2 separate regions of the Xenopus laevis genome follow, and region 1 is linked to region 2. Evidence: chromatin contacts called from public Hi-C data. All regions are on one chromosome and are shown on one strand. The core of a region is the stretch at or near the end of the contact, and the rest is flanking DNA. Distances in the headings are between cores, read along the strand shown.

Region 1 (2,741 bases), core at 83-2,582, 78 kb after region 2:
TGGTGTAAAGATGTGAGCTGATAGTATAGTGGCATCACACAGCAGCTCAAGACTGGGTCCTGGTATGGATATTTTAGGATATCTGGCTGCACGTGGGGATCAGACTGTCAGCTATGCGACTGGTCCTTTGATCAGACACACTGGTCGGTATTTACCTGCTGGAGAAGCTGTGTTCCTTCCGAAGCCCCATGGTGCTTCAAGCCATAACAATGCATGAGTTCTTCAAGGGAGGAAACCAACCCTCAAAATAAAGAACGCTTTAACCCTTCATCATTTCCGGCAGGAGACACACACACAGAAGGCAGTTACTTTACATGTGATGTGACCGCTGAGCTAGAGGCCAGCACTGAGAGGGCGACTCCAAGTAGGGAGATCCCTGGTGGGGGAGGGGGTGCTCAGGGTGATGTGTGCGGCAGATCCCCGCCAATATACACACAGCACACGGTTCCCATGCCGAGATCTGTTATGTAAAGACAATAGAGACGATCCACTTCTTGTCCTGCAGTGTCCTCTGCATGTAGCACCGAGTAGTACCGGGGACACCACTGGCTCACAGCACACGGGGGAGACCACTGGCTCACAGCACACGGGGGAGACCACTGGCTCACAGCACACACATGTGCCTGTCACATGGCCCAGGACCGGAGTCACCGTGGGACCCTACAGATCTTCCCTTCCTCTGTCCCAGTAGGCAAAGCGCTTGCGATGTAGAGAGACTCCTGTCAGCGCTTGATCCACGTGGTCTGGGAATGAGTTCGGGCCGTACAGGTGACAGCAGGACAGAAGTGCTACGAGACTGCTCCAGTTAAATGGATGGCTCTTCTCTTCCCCCGGGACGTGCAGTACGGGCGCTAATCATTCCTGCTAAACCGAAAGTGACTCTCAAGTCCTTCTCTGACCACGAGGGGTGGAGCGACGGTGCAGTTACCCTCCTCCTTGTACTCCCACTGGGATTCCTCCGACTCACCTCCCAGCACCCCTTGCATTGGTTTCTACCCAACAGCAGCTTTCTGTAGCAAATGGGAAGCTTCTCGCCCAAGTGCCCTGGAGCTGAGCTTGGCACCTCGTACTGCCAGGAACCTTCAGGTTATTCACGGATGCTAATCACTAGTCACTCCATAGCGCTCCGCTTACAATCCCTTAAACACGGGCGCTTTTCCGCGTTTGATGCGTTAAAACGCATTTGGTAATTGATTCCATTATATTCTGCTAGGCTGCGCCAGTCTGAGTGGCGTTTTAAGTTTTAATTGTAACAACTTAAGATAAGCAGACCTCTTGGGGAAACTCACTTGGGTAAGGTCACATCTGGAGATTCAGGGAGATTTAGTGGCCCGGCAACTAATCGCTACGTTTTTGGGGCTACTAATCTCCCCAAATGGCTTCCCCCTGTCTTCCGCCTGCAAGAATGAGAAAACGCCTGCGGCATGGCTCTCGCGGCGCTTCGTTTTCCGAAGTTTCCTTGTGAGGCAACTTCGGGCGACTTCGGATAATGAAGTAGAAAAAAATTCGTGCCCAACGGTTTAATTTAAAAAAAAGAAGGCCAATGGTGTTCAGTGGAACTTAACTTTCTTCTTCCTCTGCTCCTTTCTGTGGCTTTGGCTCCTACTTCGGCGCCACTCAGGTTGTACTTTGGCGGCACTCAGCTCCTACTTCGGTGGCGGCTTGGCTCCTGCTTCGGCAGATGCTCGGTAGGGCTCCGCTCCTACATAGGTGGCGGGTCTGCTCCTACTTTTGTGGCGGCTCGACTCCTACTTCGGCCAGTTTTGTAACTACAGAGGAAGCAGACCGTGCAGCTGCAGGGGGCCCAGGAGGTATAGGGGCCCATGAGACTCTATAATAAAGGCGCACAAGTCGGTGAACTTCTTTGGATAGAGTCATCATGTAAAGAGAACTGTATAAAATATTTTCCTTTATTTGTAAACTTCATTAAAATCACACAATCCAGAAGTGCAGGGCAGGGGAGTGCATGGCTCTACGCGTTTCGTGACTACAAGGTCACTTCATCAGAAGCCAAAGGGGCCCATGAGGCCCTAATTCATTTACAGTTTCAATAAATATTGGTAAAACAGGTCAATCTGTAGACATTTTGGGGGCCTGAAAAATAATTTGCTGTGGGGCCCAATAATATCCAGTTACACCACTGACTTCGGCGGAGTCTCGGCTCCTACTTCGGCTGAGGCTCGGCTCCTACTTCGGCGGAGGCTCTGCTCCTATTTCGGCGGAAGCCCTGCTCCTACTTCGGCAAGGTTCGGCTCCTACTTTGGCGCAACTTGGCTCCTACTTTGGCGCAACTCAGCTCCTACTTCGGCAGCTCAACAAGGCCAGGCTAATCCAGGAAATGCAGCATGGCCTGGCCCCCCTTCACATATAGAAGTCACCTGGCCCGGGTGATTGTCCCCCGTGCCCTTCTGATGGCAGCCCTGCCCATAGCCACCAACACTAATCATTGGTACTGCAAAGATGAAATAATGATTTATTGTTAAAAATGATCATATTATAAAAAAAAATAACTGCATTGCCAGACAAAAGGTGCATAGGCTATATGTCTGCCCCTGCATAGTAACTATGTAGTGTTGTACTAACTGAACTGCTTGACCTTTTGGATCACAGAGGAACCAGGAGGCCCCATTCCCTTTCTGCCTGCCATTTACCTTTAACCACTAACTAGCTGCAATCTAGTGGTGTCACACAATGCTTATTTATAATAGTCAGTAGTATTGGTCTGCTGTGTGGTCCCATTT
Region 2 (2,944 bases), core at 396-2,895:
AAACCAGGCAGGGTGTTACAATGGTAGTTCATTGTGAATACTAAAAGTTAGATCAACAATAGATATAACTTTAATCTGAATATCTCCCTATTGTATTCAAAGCTGATCTTCTCCCTTACAATATAATGCTTAATACTCAGAGGTTGCCCCATTTTCCAAACAGGGGCCCAAAAACAAAACAATGTACTGTTGTACTGTATGGTTATTACAAGTTTATGATGCATCCAAGACATTACTTTAAAGAATACAATCATTACTTTCCATACTCAACACACGTGAATTTGCTCTGCTGTCTTAATTACTGGATCCTGGAAATTCAGTTTAATTCAAAGATCAGCTTTGTGAGACTTCTGGCAAGCTCTTACTTTACCAAGTCTCTGAAGGCAGATTTAGACCCAGGACATGGATTGTGAGGGTAGGGCACTTAAACAAAAATGTTTGAAAGAATCTCTCTCTTCCTCAGGTCAGTGCTACACTGGCATAAACCTGTTGTGGAGATACAGATCAGTAGTAAGCAGAGCAGGGAGGAAAATGGGAAAATCACCACTGTAACGTAAAATCAGAACACAAGCAGATGGAGGCTATAGAGCGAGATTCATATGCCCTTATTATCTGAACGATCTTATATTAGACTGGTTAACTCAAAGAGTTTCCCTTTCCTGGTGCAGTTTCTGATTCATAAATATTACTCTACACAGACCCAAAATAAAACGATCACTGGATGAGAACGCATAAAATGTGCCAAGGTAAACATTAGAAGCTTTCTGTTAGGATGACAGAACCTTATGAGATTTCGTTTCCAGTACGTGCATGAAGTATTCACAGTTGGATGAAAACCAGAGTACACACTTGGAGGGGTTATTAGGATTTTGGTTTGTCAGAATAAACACTGTGCAACGGGGGAGGGCTGGATTTCAGTGCTGGAATGCACGAGATATGTACGGATATATTGAAAGTTTCCGAGCAGCTCTTGGGTGAGGCCATTTACACAAGGCTGTAACATTACATATCTCCTTAATGATGAATATACTGGTTTTATATGATGCTGATCAGAGAAAACATACGGCCAGGACATAAAAATCAAAAATCAGGAATGGGACCTGTTAACCAGGATGCTCAGGGCCTGGGGTTTTCCAGATAACGGATCTTTTCATAATTTCGATCTTCATACGTTAAGTCTAATAGAAAATCATGTAAACATTAAATAAAACCCAATAGGCTGGTTTTGCTTCCAATAAGGATTCATTATAACTTAGTTGCAATCGAGTGCAAGCTACTGTTTTATTATTACAGATAAAAAGGAAATCATTTTGAAAAATTTGGATTATTTGGATAAAATGGAGTCTATGGGAGATGGTCATTCCGTAATCTGAAGCTTTTCTGGATAATGGGTTTCTGAATAACGGATCCCATACCTGTACAACCAAATGACACACACACACAACTTTGCACCACACATTACATGTTAGTTTGGTAAAAAGTGGTGTATCGTCCTGTCCAAAAAAGTGTAATGTTCACACAACTGACCGTTTAACATTAGCAGCCATCCCTCTGTACGGACGTCACACTTTATCCCCATGCACAGATCTGTGGCGAGACCACAAAGGCCCGGGCCTAGGGCGGCAGAAAATTAGGGGCCGCATGCCGCCCAGCCACTTTTTGGGGAGTCGTGTGACCCCAGTTTGCTGGCTCTTACACACCTGCACAGCAAGGGGAGGGCGGTAGTGCAGGCGGGTGTTTGGACCACGTGGCCTAGGGGCGCCTGCCCCAGAAATCCGGCCCTGTATATCCCTCAATGACTATGTAGATTTTCATTCATCCAGGTCATGATATATCTGATATAAGTAATTCTGAAACAACTGGACTTGCTGAGTAATCATTGAAGGTGTTTCACTACTCATCCGAGCAGCTTCTTCAGTTCAGTTCAGTTCAGTGGAACTGACGTAGTGAAACTTCTTCAGTGATTACTCAGCAAGTCCAGTTACTCTTGATTTACTTATACTACATATATCCCCAAAGTGTTTCTTTTTTGTTTGCCAATACCTGGCCGGTATAAATGATGCTTGATGCAAAATGTTATTATAATTTTTTACAGAAAAGGTAAATCAGTCTTTGTTTATACACAGATTATACATAAAATAGAACATTAATTTAGGGCAATTAGCAGGGCTAATTACCTGTCTTCAACTTTACGTTATACAAATTATGCTTCTCATAAAATCCTTTCCAGTCCCAATTGTAAAATACCCTGGCATGATATATTGACAACATACCTTGTGTAATGGAGTCAGTACTGCCACTGCTGGGACTCTGGTTGGCTGTGTCTGAATGAGAGGGCGGCTGTGTCTCTCCTTCACTCTCCTCCGACCTAAAAAAGAAAAAAAAACCCAATAGTTTACTTTAATTGCTGATCAAACAGAATTGTGAAATTCCCATCTAGAAGTATCTAGAGTTTTCCTTCTTCTCTAGTGGGCCCAACCCCCCACACCCATAATATACAATGCTACAGATGGTGCAATTTTAGCTTTTTTATAGCATGGGTTTTAAGGATTGATCATAAAGGGGACCAATGGAACCTCTGCACTCTGATGCAAAATGGAACACCTAGCTTGCCAAGTTGCTCATCAGTAATTCAGTACATGACACTTCACAAGACTGGGACCAAAGTACACAAAATCCAACTGATGGCCTGCTGCGTATGATAGAAAACACACAGGTGTGGCCACTGTATGGATGTGTTTCTGTTGTACTGCATCCATAGGAGCAACCAGAGTTGGAGAGTTGGCAGAAAACAGAATTGTTTGCAGAAAAAAGGGCATCTACTGCCCTAGCCAACACAAAGAGATCAAGCCATTGATTTACCATGTTCATATTCTAGGAGCTCTTATTTAGCCTACTTGCCATTTCCTCAGCTACATTTACCTGTAAGAGCACCATGGTTACA

What was found. A called contact is a pair of places that touch in the nucleus more often than the background predicts.
Region 1: a contact with region 2 is called in a Hi-C map of the XL177 cell line, with 7 times the contacts expected there. The contact joins the promoter of sh2b3.S here to the enhancer-like site in region 2. A contact is called at or near these places in 2 of 4 Hi-C or Micro-C datasets (the XL177 cell line and the XTC cell line).

What each region holds. Positions count from the first base shown.
Region 1 is chr1S:151,371,565-151,374,305 of Xenopus_laevis_v10.1, forward strand. sh2b3.S (SH2B adapter protein 3) reads right to left here and starts at 1,333. Exons shown (of 9, transcript XM_018244217.2): 1 at 156-1,333.
Region 2 is chr1S:151,293,361-151,296,304 of Xenopus_laevis_v10.1, forward strand. It overlaps sh2b3.S (SH2B adapter protein 3), which reads right to left. Exons shown (of 9, transcript XM_018244217.2): 6 at 2,274-2,368. Among protein-coding and RNA genes, the nearest start is that of atxn2.S, 76 kb to the left of the region's middle. Within about 2 kb of position 1,646, at least 1 of the 7 cell types and tissues checked has an H3K27ac peak or open chromatin away from gene starts, as enhancers often do.